2 separate regions of the Rattus norvegicus genome follow, and region 1 is linked to region 2. The links are chromatin contacts, called in public Hi-C maps. All regions are on one chromosome and are shown on one strand. The core of a region is the stretch at or near the end of the contact, and the rest is flanking DNA. Distances in the headings are between cores, read along the strand shown. Region 1 has its middle 61 kb from the start of Trpm1. Region 2 has its middle 15 kb from the start of Klf13.

Region 1 (6,786 bases), core at 3,558-6,057, 110 kb after region 2:
CCCAAGGGTGCTGGGAATCAAAATTCAAATTTTATAAGCATTTTACCAACTGAGTCATCTCCCTGAGCCCAACCTTTTCTCCCTGTAAGTGGGTGTCTCAGATATTTGATATAGTTGTGGAGACTGACTGACACAGAAAGGTGGGAAAGCTGACCAGGCCGTTCTCTTAGAAACGATGGGTGATGCCAGAATGCTTTCTTTAAGCCTTTCAACATTTACTATGGCAGCAAAACCAAGAGAAACCTCACAATATCCATCTGTTTTTAAATAGTAGTAGCAATGACATTAATTGAAACATTATTTATGAGAATAGCTGTTTGTGATAAAGAGTGACAACGCTTTATATATTTGAAGCGCTCTCCAGTATTTGGCTTAGCAGACAGCTGGACTTCCATATCTGAATTTGCCGTCAAGCTGTTGTGCTATTACACATTGTGCAGGCTTTGGGAAGCTCCTCTCAACACCCATGAGGAAAACATCTTTTACTCCCACCGAACCATGTCAACATTTTAGATGCCATTGAAAGAGTCTCGGGAATCCACGGAGTGGACTTTGGGAGCCGCTGTTCAAGTGATTGCAAACGGAATGAGAAAATCAAGACTCCACTCATGGAAGGAACTCAGTGTAGGGCAGAAGCAGCAGAATCCAGGGCAATGAAAGAGCTGGAGGATGATGTCAGCACTCGAGTAATTAATCCACAAGAGGCCCATGGGCTCTAAGCGTCAGTGGCAATCAGACACAACAAATAAAAATCAATACTTTCCTTGTGTACCAAGGAGATGACATTTGCAATGCCAACAAAAATCAGAAACAGTTAAAGACCTAATCAAAACATTCACAGGCTTAGGCAAGGGGAGAAAATTAGTTTTGTCTAAAGATATAAATTGAAAGACGTATTGCTTCCTAATGCGTATCTGAGTAGTGGATGTAGTTACAGAGCTCCTTGGTACACAGCCCTCTGCATTACGTTCTGCTGAGCTGGGTTTCTGCAAGTTTGTAACTAGGAGCTGCTAAGAAAGCAGAGGGTATAGGCGCTCACTGTCAAGCTCAGACTTGACCCCTGGTGCTCATATGGTGGAAGGAGAGAGAATTAATCCCACAAGTTGTCCTCTGACCTACAGGAATTCGACCGTACCGTCCCCCGGCATAAACACAAGAAGTAAACAGGCAAAGGTAACAGAGAAGGCTTTCGAAGAGCGTAACTAATACGCATTGTAGGACGGAAGCTGCCTCCAAACTAAACGGAGGAATAGAAGACCTCAGCAAGAACATGCTTATAGCACATGCTATATTCAGAGGTTTAAACCTTTGTATACAAAGGAAATCCGGGAAGGTCATGTGAAGGAGACGAGGAATCTTCACACACAGCAGTGTCACATATGCCAAAGTCAGAAATGAAAATTCTCACATGGAAAATTTCCAACCTCCAGTTCCATCACGGTAAGGTCCTGTTTTTGTATCAAAGAAACCTGGCACCAGAGAGATTAGAACCAACAAAGTTTTTCTCACGTTCTTTCAAGCAGAACCAATAGGACACACACACACACACACACACACACACACACACACACACACACACACACACACAGAGTCCCAACTTAATGGTGGTTGGACTTAGAGTTTTCCAGCTTTATCATGGTGCCAAAGTGACACTCATTCAGTCAAAGCCATACCTTGACGTCTCAGCAGGATTCTCTCAGGACCGCAGCTCAGGGAATGTGCTGCCCACAGTTAAGGTGGGTCCTCCCAACTCTAAAAACACAATCTAGAAACTCCCTCACGGATAAGCCCGGAGGTTTGTCTCCTAAGTAATTCTAGATTCATTAAGTTGACGATTAAACCGTCACACTGATTAAATGAGTTAAAGTCAAACTGTTTTCAATTTACAGCGGTTTTACTGGGGTACAGCTTTGCTGTTATTCAAGAAGCATCTTCTTTAAAAGATGAAGAATTCTCTTTCTCATTTGTTTTTATACATTCTACTGACTATTGTGTGTTGACGTGTGTGTGTGTGTGTGTGTGTGTGTGCGCACGCACGTGTGCACGTGTGCATGTGAGCACAGCACTCAAGCGCCTGTGGTACACATATCGTGGTATACACATGGAGGTCAGAGGATATCTTTGTGGAGTTGGACCTCTCAGTATTTCTCTGTGACCTTCAGGGATTGAACTCAGGCCATTAGTCTTGCTCATCAAGTGCATGAGCTATGTTTGGTGATCAAAAACCACAAACCGAGATGGGATCTGTGAGGGTAATAAAGAAACGTTGATTCTCCAGCCCTCCCATAGCGTCCTAGGCAATATGGAGCCACCACCCACCCACTCTAGGTCCCTGCTGCTGCCAGACTTCATACCACAGCTGGACAAAGCCACCCTCAGGCCACATTTTGTTCTGCTTCCAACTGTGATATTCAGAGCTTATGGGGGTGGGCGTGTCTCAGCCTAAAGGTCACCCAGCCAGTTTCCAAGGTCAGTGTGGGTCTCTGCCTTTGGCTATTCTCTATCCGTTACCTGAGGGAAACCATGGGTCCTGGCTTGTGGAAAGGGTCAAGTAAGTAGCAGGTTGGCTGCAAGCCCCCCCTCCCCCACTGTTCTTAAAACCCGTAAATGTGTGCAAGGCCGCCACTTCTCCCTCAGGTGTCTTAGAAAAGTGGCACTAAACAGTATTCTTAGTGAGAAAACAATTCTTGTAACATATGCACAGAAAGGCCTAGTCTTTACCTTACTGTCTGAAGCCAGCCAGACTCCAGCCCTAGCTGTCTCCTGTGAGCGAGGTGGGCATCCATCCACTCTTGCAGTGGCTCAGGCTCCTCCTTTGATAAATTCGGAGGACAGTGACAGTAGTGAACCTTTATGAGACATATGAGATGTGCCCAGACCCAGACCATAGCTTGGCATCTGGTAAATACTTAATTGCCCTCAGCTCTAGAACATTCTGCTCCAGTTTCTGTGACGAGCGAGTTAACATGCATCCTTGTGCTTGGCGAAGGTCTTTTTGTGAGGGACAATTTGTGAGCGTTTTTTGGCAAGCATTAGTACACACAGAGCACCTGAGACAGACAGTAGACTTTCTCAGGTGTGATGTTAGGCAGCCAGCCCCGCTCAGCTGGCCTTCGAGTGTCCTCTGAGAACAGAGAATGAGGCCACAGGACCCGTTCTTCTCAGGGTCAGGCTGACATCATCTTCAGCCACCTTCGTTCTTGCATCGTGGATCTGGCAGTTCCCCAAGTTCATAGGTAACGAATAAGTGGTCTTGTACAAAAATAATCAAGCCTGGAGAAGACTAGCTCGGGAGATGAGTGCGCAGAAAGGGGAAGACTGAACCTGGAGCCTCCGGGGCATGAGCTTGAGGCTGGAGTTCTGGAATCCTTAGCCTGGGGCTGATGAACTTCAGGGTTTCAAGGTTTCCTCCATAGCTGGCAGCAGGCTCTGGTGTGACCTTCCCCCTCCTCCCTCCTCCCTCCTCCCTCCTCCTCTCCTTCCTTCTCTGTCTTCCCTTCCCCTCCCTCTTCCCTTAGTCTCCCACTTCCCTAAGCCTTTCATGTGAGGGGTGTAGGGGAGGGAGAGCAGGTGGCACCCACCCTGCTAGGAGGGTGCGTTTATTCTGGGCTCTGACTTGGGAGGTGGGAGAGAAAATGGGTCAGCACCAGCAGCGACATGGCTGAGGCTGGAGGACAGGGCTTCTGTCTGTTGATGCCTCCCGTGCGACTTGAGATGGCATCCGCGCATGCACGCAGGCATGGGTGGGCGGGGCCGCCCACAGCGGGAATGGGGGCTTGAACAGCTGGGTGAGACTTCAAGACACCGGTGGCTGCCACCTACTATCCCTGACCCAGGCTACAGGCCCATAGATTAATCTCGGAGGTGTCGGATGTCTGGCTGCACTGTTCTGGGGACCATTGCAGGAGATGGGTGTGCAAGATGCCCTAGTGACGTTCCCATGACCCCTTTCTTGTGCCTGTTGTTCTACTACTGGCTTCCTCTGGGCAACTCTCATTCTGGGTGCCATCTTCCTCCGTGTCCCCTGCTGTCAGCCACATGCTTCAGCACCCTAAACCGGCTTTCTGGGGCGGAACAGGGCAGGTTTCAGGGAGCCCCGTCACCAGCGACGGATGTCTAGATGGTTCTTACCCTAGCCAGTCTAGCAGTGACCAGTCCTCGGGCTATTCCATCTTGCGCCTGTGCCTGCAGTTTGCCCTAACAGTCCCGAGATGCCTGCTTCTGTAGAATAGCTTAGAGCAAGAACTGGCCGCCAATCCTAGGGACTAGGGGTCTGGGCTAGTCTTTGCCTCCTTAGCTTGTTAGTGCTGCATGATGTCGGATGATGTTCCAGGCACTCTGAACTGCCCTGCCCGGGGCCTCTGTAGAAAGAGATAAGAAAGGCTCTCACTGACACTTTCCCTGCCTCCTGGCTCCCTCACACCGTTTGCACCCCTTAATAACTAGCCTGCCATAGTCCTTCCTCCTGATAGTGGGAGGCTTGAGGTCTTGAGGGGCTTGGGCTTGGCCCAGTCTCCCTCCAGGACTGCCAAGTCTGAGAAGTTATTTCCTGGTTTAGTATGAAGTCTCTGTTTACTGCATCATGGTACACACACACCCTTTTGTGTATTCAGCACCAGCCACAGTTAGCACCACGACACAGGCAACCGTTTCTGTCCTCCATCCGTCCCCATCCCCCCTCGTCGGCTGTATCTAGGTTGGTTGCCAGTGTGGCCCCATTGTTTGGCAAGCATTAGTTGTCTCCCAGGACTGCCTTTAGTTTGTGAGCTGTCTTCCTGTGTGTTCAGGCAGTGAGAGATACCCCAAGGGGTAGGACAGGGAAGTGGAACAGGAAGAGGGTAGAGAGGAGAGATGGGTGACGGCAGTTTTCAGTGTCTGGGGCTGAAGTGACTCTGGGGAAGTAACAAGTTCAGCTCTGCTGAGCAGCCGGCTGCAGTCAGACAGAACCGCTGATGAGGGAGCTATTCTGTCTCTCTTCATGCCTCTCCCTGAGGGAGAGAGGAAGGGTCCTTACCTGCCATTCCCAGGGGCACAGGATCAACTAAATCTTGGTGCAACAGAATGGAAGAAATCTTGACCCCCTACGAAGTCTAGAACTCTCAATTTCCCCATTACACACCCGCCCACTGACCCCTTGATCATGAAAATTTTTCTCCTTAAAAAAGTGGCAAACGGTCAGGACAAAGTAGTAAGTATGTTTTTTGAGTGTGACCCATAGATAATCAGAACTCAGTTTCTGATCCTGCAGGCCTTTGAGGAGGGAGAGCTTGGGCCCTGCCTCCGCCCACCCAGGATTCTTTTACCCCTGGGTTAAGCTGTGGCCAGTACTGCTGATTCTGCCCTTGGCGACACACGGGCCGCACCGGGCTCTGCCAGCTGGCTCCGAGGCTCTAGGATTTCAGACCAGTCATCAAACATAAATACAGAGCCCTGTGGGCCTCTTGAACACCACTCCCAAGAAAAGCAAGGCAGGGGCCCTGCCAGTTCAGTTATGAGAAAGACAGCAATTTAGTTTAACTTTGTTGTATTTGGCTTTTTAGTCTAGTTATCACCTTCTAGAATCTTCCTTCCTCTCTCTAAACTCCAGCCGAGTTCTAAGGTTCAGAAGTTCTCAGGGAAACCAACACTGGGTATAGAGACTTGGGAGAATTTTTTTTAATTATTTTTATTTTTTTATGAAGCAACTCTCTTTAATGTCTGTTTATGGTCAGGAACAGTCTGCAGCCTCCCATAGCAACGTCTGATTAAACAGTGCCCAAGCTATCCCGGGGCCATAGACAGATAATTGCCCTGCTTAATTTCCCCATTTGATGCATAATGAAAGCCTTGCTCATTTTGAATGTGTGGGAAAGAGACAACTTCAATATATTTGGACTCGCAGATGAATTTTTAGTATTGCTGTCCTGGCACGCGGTACTGTGGCCCTGGTTGTGTCTGTCATGGTTATCACACACGTTTGAAAACAGAACACGCTGTTGGTGCCAAACAGCAGCAGGGCGTGGAGGGGAGGCATCTTTGTCTATCTTTTATTAAATACAAGGCACACACATGGCAGGACGTGTCCCCCCCACCCCACCAGATAATAGGTGAGAATCATTTGTCATCAGCAGCCTTGCCGGGCCCTGTTGTCTTAGACCAGCCACAGGTTCTTCTCAAGCAAGAAACAAGTGTCTCCGTCTGTTCCTCCTCTGCGTAATTGTTGGTAATAGAGAGCCAGCATCAAGGTCTGCTGGGACTTAGCTGTGCTACTCTGGAAGTTTTACTTTGCTTTTCTGTGTCTTGTTTTATCTGTTAATGGATTGAAAGCTCATTCTTACCTTCCCCTCCACGGCTTCTTTCTTTGTATCATGTGTGCGCATGTATGTGTGTGCATTCATGTATGTGTGTGTGAATTTATGTGTATCTGTATGCATTCGTATGTGCATGTGAATTCATGTATTTTGTGTGCATTCTATGTGCATGTGCACATGTCCACGAATCTGAGAATCCAAGCCTACTTGTGTGAAAGCCTGCGTGTGTACAGCATTAGTGTGGAGGTCAGAGGGTAACCTCGTGTGAGCACTAGTCTTCCATTGTACATATGACAGCCCTGCTGGCGGATGAGCTGGGAATTCTCCTGTTTGTGTCTCCTACCTCCCTGTAGTCTGCTCGAGTTACAGCCGTGTGTGCCCACACCCAGGTTTACCTTGGTTCTAGAGATCTGCACTCAGATCCTTACCTTTGCCCAATAAGCACCTTACCCATTGAGCCATCTCCTCAGGCTCCTTCCTCTTTTAATTCTTCCTT
Region 2 (6,791 bases), core at 980-3,479:
AACCTTAGAGCCCTGGAAAAATTACAGGAAGAAGAGAGCGAAGAATGTGCCGAGTGGCTGAAGAGAGCCCTGTCCCCGCGTGAACTTCGCCCGCCCCGGCCAGCCCCTCCCTCGCCAGAGCGCGCCCAGAGGCCTGGGGAGGGGGTGGCGAGACTCCAGCAACGGGAGCACCTACGCCCCAAAAGGGAGCGCCGCCCGTCCCCCCACCCCAACCACCTCCAGCGCACCTGCCCGCGCCGCCCGCAGCCCGGATGACGACATCTACCCCCGCGGCCCCGCCCCAAGAGCCCAGGAGGGGGCGTGCCCGATGGGGGCGCGGTCGCCGAGAGGGCGCCGGCTCGAAGCGCCACGGCCAGCGTCACGCGAGGCCGGAGCGCCAGGGCAGGGGCGCGGCCGCGATCGCCCTCAGCTCCCCGCTCCCCGCCCCCGGCCCCGGCCCCCTCTTGCGCTGAGCCCCGAGCTCTGGGGGCGTGGCCGGTCCCAAGCAGTCCCTAGTCCCCGCGTTCGCGGCGTCCCGGCCGCCCCACTGACCTGTGTGAGTTCTCAGGTGCGCCTTGAGGTGCGAAGATTTCCCGTAAACTTTCTCGCAGCCCGCGTAGTGGCACTTGTGCTTCCTCTGCGGGGACTCGAGGTCCGCGCGGCTGCGGCCCCGCCGACCCCTTTGTCTGAGGCCAGGCTCGCCGCTCCCCGCGGGGCCCGGCTCTGGCTCCAATGCCGCCTCGGGCTCGCTCCACGCGGGGCTGGGGGGCGCGGCCGGCGCGCCTGCTTGTCCAGGGGAAGCGGGCTCTGGGCCGGGCGGCGGCGCAGGGGGCGCGGGCGGCAGGCGGCAGGGGGTCCTCGCCTTGCGCGCAGCAGCCCCTTCTCTGCGTTCCGCGGGGGCGGGGGCCGGCGCCTGCTGGTTGAGGTCCGCTAGGATCCGAGCTACCACGAAAAGAGAGGCGCTGTCCTTGCCGTCGCGGCGCTCGTCAACGCGGGGCAGTGTGGGGGCGGCGGCGGCCGCGCCCTCGGGCCGGGGTTCAGGTCCTTCCCGCGGCTCGTGCACGACTGCGCGGCTGGACATGGACACGAGGCACTCGGCGGCAAAGTGGTCCACATAGGCGGCGGCTGCCATGCTGCGGGCTCGGGCGCGCGGTGCTCTCGCAGGAGTCGTCAGCGGCGCATCCGCACCCACGGCCTCCGGAGAGCGGCGGGGGGCGGGGGCGCGGCGCGCCCTCTTCTCCGGCTGGGCTGGGCTAGGCTGGGCGCGTAGCCGCTTCTGCCGTCACCCGCGCGGCTCCGCGTCCTCCTGGCCGGGCACTGGAGGGTGAGCGCATGGGGGGCTCCAGTGAGGTGGGTCCGCGTGCGGCGTCAGAACCGGCCTGTCCTAGGGACGTCGAGCGGCGGCGACGTTAGGCACGACCCCTGCAAGTTGCGGTCGCAGTTCCACCGTGCATTGTGGCAGGCGGGACAGCCTCCGTGCGCGCCGCGGCTCGGTGTGGGCGGACCGGCCCCGGGGGTGGGCGGGGCCGGGGCCACATCTGGACCCGACGTCAGCCCCCAGCCACATCCTGGCGGCGCAGGTTACAGGCGGCAGCGGCCGCAGGGAGCAGCGCGCACGAAGGGGGCGGGGAGCCTGGAGCGCGCACCGTCCCTCCGGTGCGGTCGCGCGCCCGCGTCTTAAGGGGCGTGGCCAGTGGCAGACGCGAACTCCATTGGCTCTAGAGTACTTTATCCGGCCAATCCGGACCTCTAGAGGGCCCTACTGGCCGCGGGACCTGCGCGCGCCAGTGGGCGTGTCCCCTGGGCCTGCAAGAGGAGGGGCGGAAATCGGAGCCGGGCGCGGGGCGCGCAGACGCATGACGTCCGAGGGTGGCGGGCCGCTGTGTAGCGGCGCAGGGCTAGGGCGCGTGCCTCCCGCAGCGGGAACCTCGCCGGGCCTTTCCATGCCAGAGCTTTTGTGAGCAGGCAGCAGTGGGTGGCACGAGGATGGCAACGCTGGGGAGGGCACCCTGTGGTCGCTCGGCCGGCTGGGAGTGCGGGCAAGGTGGCGTATCTGTCCCGGCCGGACCTAGGCGGCTGACCTCGCCTTTGGGCGGCACATTTCCGAACCTCACCCCACCGCAGCGGAGTTCTCGGGTGGCCGGGCTTGCATTGCAGTCTCCAGCCACCTCCTCACCCTGCTCCTACTGAGCTCAGGTCCTCGATGCAACCTTGGCCGGAGCCATGTCACTACTGGGGCCGCCCCGCCCCCGCGCGGCCGCACTGCCCTTGAGCCTATGTTAACCTGGCTGATGCAGGACCCACCACTGCCAGTGCTGAGAGAGTGAGCTACGTGCTGGGGCTGCGGTCGCGGCTGTTCAGGGAACGCAGGGCCCCTTCCTCCCCCTTCCTGCCCCAGGCCTGCTGCCAACTTCTCCAGGCCGCCCCTCTCCCACCGCGGTCGTGGAGGCTTCAAACACCACCAGCTGCGAGGACCCCGCCCAGGGCGCCCCACCCATCCACTGTCTGGGCCTCTGAAGGAAATGCTCCGCTGCGCCCTGCCGGGGCCTTCCAACTAGGCCACCTTGCTCTAAAGTCTAGACACACATTCATGTTCTTTCTCTCTGAACACTAGGCCACCGTAAGAGAGACCATAGCTTCCTACTGCCTTTGAACCAATCTTAATACACTCAGGACTGGCCGCAACTGCCTCTGACCTGTGAGGATAGGATCAGCAGCCTCTGCTTTTCGTTGTGGATGATGCCTGGAAATAAGTCAGCCACTGGCAAGTCAGGGAAAGCGACTGCCGGTTGGTTGACCCCAGTGGGTTAAAGGGTCGGTCATCTTACTGGAGAAAATTAAGAACTATGGCTCTGATTTTTAAGTTCTTCAAATTAAATGGGAGCCTAAAATAGAAAAGACTTTGGTTCCTGATAATCGGAGAAACATCGATTTGGTATTTTCAGTTGGGAAACTTGTTAATGTTTGAACACCCCTAAGTGTGAGCACACACCCTGAATTTCCTCACTGATGTCTTGTGGAGAAGCTGGATCAAGGCTTTGTAGGAGGGTCTCAACTTGGCAGAAAATAGTCATCTTTGTTCCAGGCAGATTGTGTTGATGACATTTAAGAGACTGTGTCCTGACCGAGGGATGACTCAGAAGGCTCCTCCATTCCCACCACATGCCACAGACAGTCATTTCATTGGGAAAGAGCTGGCCCCTACACTGCCTTTCTGGCCATGTATTCCTTCATGTCCCTCTGCGGCCAGGGGGGATTCGACAGTCTTTTTGGTGGTGCCCTCCTGGGCTCTGCCTACACTAGGACAAAGTGGACCTTTTTGGGACATGCATATTCACTGGACCTCCTTATAGGCTTCTAGGGTAGCCTGAGTCAATGGACCCTTCTGACATGCCCCATCCAATCTTTCTTCCTGATGGTCTCCCAAAGGGTTTTCCCCATTTAGATGTTATATACAAGCAGCATTACCTTGAATGATTTCTCACCATTTCACTTACCAAGTATGTAATGATTGAGCTCTCAAAGTTAACCTTTCTTGTCCCAACCCCAGATGGAAATACCCTAGGGGTTCAGTTCTGTTCTGCAGTTAATATCTCATAGCTCTGGGTCCATGTTTCTGTGCTAAGAGAATCTTGACAACAATAGTATAGGTAAGAGTAAGGATGTTTCCCTTTAGCTGGAAAGAAGAGGAAAACCAGCACAAAACAGACCTGGCTGGACCAAAGTGGGAGCAAGTGAGCCATAAGGGGACTAATGATGGGTGAGGTTTGGAGTGAAGGTGGTAGTTGTTCCTTTTGGAGCCTCTAAAGCAACCTTGGCTATAAGATACAAATCTCAACTATAAGACAAGAATGCACATGGACAGGAGTAGGAGAAGAAGCAAGCAGACAGTGAAGCTGAAACATGCCCAAGAAAATGAAAGCCTGAAATAGGAAGGAAGGTTTCCCCACAAGGGTCACAAATGGTGACACTGGGTACCTCTGGACGTGGAAGGGAAAGGAACTTGAAATAAGAATGGTCCTAAATGATTGTGCTAGAGTCTGTTCTGAGATATTCAGGTGGGCTGCCGGCTCTGTGTAGCCTCACAGCTGCCCCCTCCTCTTCCTGAGGAGAGACTGTATCTATCTAAAGGAGGCAGAGATCAGTCTCCAAACAGTGGCAGACAGAGGCAGTGGCGCTCATGTGCCTGCTGACAGCTACAAGCCCCTTTCAGGGGTTCCATGGCACAAGAAGCCAGGAAGCCTAGAAGAGGCCTTTGGGCTGAGCAAGCCAAGCCACAGGGAATGATCAACACAGTCTGACATCCATAGCTGCTCACGTAGTGTCCGATTAGTATACATACTACACAGAATGCCACAGTGAAAGGTGCTACTTGATACAGCACTTCTGGTCCGTCTCAGGCCTTCCCAGGCAAGTAAGAGTGGGCAGCTGAGCTGATAGGAAACCTTGCATCAGGAAACACAAAGCCACAATAGGTTGGTTTTTGTTTGGTTTTGTTCTTGCTAAGTAAGTTGTAGGAAATAAGCCATGTAGAGAGAGAGGTAAACATCAACAAAACCACCAATAATATCAACAGGGAAATGTTAAAAAAAAAAAAAAAACAAACCACCATCTACAAAGGGAAAGTGCGCGTGAAGGCATATTTAGGAGTAAAAGAAAGAGTTCTTGAAGTATCAAAGCGAAGTAGCAATCATATAAATGACACAGTTTCATTGGAAAGACTGAGAGAGAACATTAACCAGAAAGAATCCACAAAAACACAGAATGGAAAGGGAAAAAGGAAAATTAAAGAATCAACCAGAAAGTGCTTTGGTCAGTTAATAGGAACCCTAACATGGTGGCTGGAGAAAAGTCACTGAAGAATGAGTCCAAGGGAAGTCTTGACAATCAGAGACTGTGCGTTTGAAAGGCCATGGAGAGTAAGGGCATGAGAGAAGGTTCCCATACTGTATCTTACCACCCTTGAATTTCTGAGTGTCAGGGAAGGTGGCCTGATGGTAACTGTAGTCCCTTGCAAACTGGAGCCAGAGCAGTGGGCTTCTCACAGCTGAAGCAGCTGCTAGGATCAAAGAAACAGTCTGAGGGAAGACTACCGTAGCTGTCACCTAGCTAAACAGTGAACCAAACATAAGCATCCATCGGTAGACATGGATACATTCTAGGAAATGTCTCCTTGGGCAGTTAGGGTGCTGTGGGCACTGCAGACTGTGCCCATGCAAGACTGAGAGCTGTGTGTTGGAAGAGACACAAAAAGCTTGACGTAATACTCTTCACCGTAGTTGGGATTCTTGTGGCCCGAAGGCAATGTGTTACCATTCGCACTATTGACTTATGGCAAAGCCAGAGATAGGGCCTAATGAAACATGTTCTTGGGGTATGATCTCGGGGAGAATAGAGACCCTAGACCTTTTACGTTTGTCCTTGCTCACTGCTGCCATTGGTCTGGGACTGAAATCTCTAAAACCATGAGCCAAAGTAACTTACTTCCTGCTTTAAAAAAACGTACGCACTATTTCACAACTATCCTTAAGTAGGAAGAATATACATTGGATTGTAAGAGTAACCAGTGTCAGATGTGCCTTGCTCTGCTTTTGGATGACTGGTAGCCCAGTAGGTTTGTTTTTACCAATACCTCATGTAAGTAATCCATTTCTCTGTGATCATCGACATACCGGGCATATTGGAGGTAATAGGAATCTATTCGGAATTCCCTTTAGGGGATCATGGTGGTGTGTGTTTTCTAAACTGACGGAGACTTTGTTACATAGCCCAACTGCATTTTTAGATGCAAGAGGTTCTTAAAAGTTCCCTTCCCTTAGTGGGGAAATGTATCATTTTCATGATAGGAGACACCTGAGCTCATGAGTCACCAAAATGAAGAAGGTAAGAAAAGGACCTTGTATAATCCAAGAAACAGGGTGCTGGACACAGGATAGAGGGGAGAGGAAGTTCCAGCCAAGAGCTGCCCTGATGCTTGCTGAAGAACCGAGAGTGGCAGATCCTCCATCAGTTAGAAGGGGCTGGCTGTGCTGCAGATCTTTGTTTCTGGCACACTGCACATCCATCATGAGGTGCACACTGCACATCCATCCTAAGGTGCCTGTCATCAGCAGGTGGATGGAGCAGCCTCTTTCTGCGGTGTGCTGGTTGCCATGGCAGAGGGAAAGGGAGGACGTTAACCTTGCACTGTTACTTACCCGTTCTCCCTGCACAAAATACATCTTCTCCTCTCTGGGTGGCCTGACCTAATCTCAAGTGCCTTTTATATCTGGATCTATAGGCAGAAAGAATGGAAGGAATTCACTGAAACACACTGTGTGGCTTCCAAGTTAAAGCCCAGAACTTCTGTAGGATGCTCTGATTTCTTCATAGAGCCCATATGGCTCCTTTTGGTCTAGAGGCTTATAACCTAAAAGTAAGCTGTCAGAACCCACAGCCCTCGCTGTATTTAGGTGGTGTTAAGAGATGGCGGAAACCTTAACAGGCAGGGCCTAAATGTGGGGAGGGAAGTCATTGAGAGCACCAACCTCAAAAGGAATGAATGCTAGTTTCTGGGAATGTGTGAGTGCCAACAAAAACGGGTTGTTACAGGGCTAGAGAGATGGATGGTTTAGTGGTTAAGAGAACATGTTGTTCCTGCAGAAGACTCAGTTTCCCTTCCCAACAACCACATGGCAGCTCACAACCATCCGTAGCTCCAGTCCCATGTCCTCCAAGGGCTGTAGGCATGAACTTAGTGCACAGACATACATACAGGGGAAACACATATACAAATAAAACAAACGTGTCTCTTCAAAAATACAAACAAAATA

What was found. Hi-C and Micro-C count contacts between places; a contact is called where the count stands out from the background.
Region 1: a Hi-C map of Schwann cells shows a contact between it and region 2, with 4 times the contacts expected there. The contact joins two enhancer-like sites. A contact is called at or near these places in 4 of 12 Hi-C or Micro-C datasets (Schwann cells, frontal cortex, kidney and 1 more).

The regions. Positions count from the first base shown.
Region 1 is chr1:127,066,549-127,073,334 of GRCr8, forward strand. No RefSeq gene overlaps it. Among named protein-coding and RNA genes, the nearest start is that of Trpm1, 61 kb to the right of the region's middle. Within about 2 kb of position 4,808, at least 42 of the 93 cell types and tissues checked have an H3K27ac peak or open chromatin away from gene starts, as enhancers often do. A contact at or near this core is called in Schwann cells, where this site is marked.
Region 2 is chr1:126,959,747-126,966,537 of GRCr8, forward strand. No RefSeq gene overlaps it. Among named protein-coding and RNA genes, the nearest start is that of Klf13, 15 kb to the left of the region's middle. Within about 2 kb of position 2,230, at least 55 of the 93 cell types and tissues checked have an H3K27ac peak or open chromatin away from gene starts, as enhancers often do. A contact at or near this core is called in Schwann cells, where this site is marked.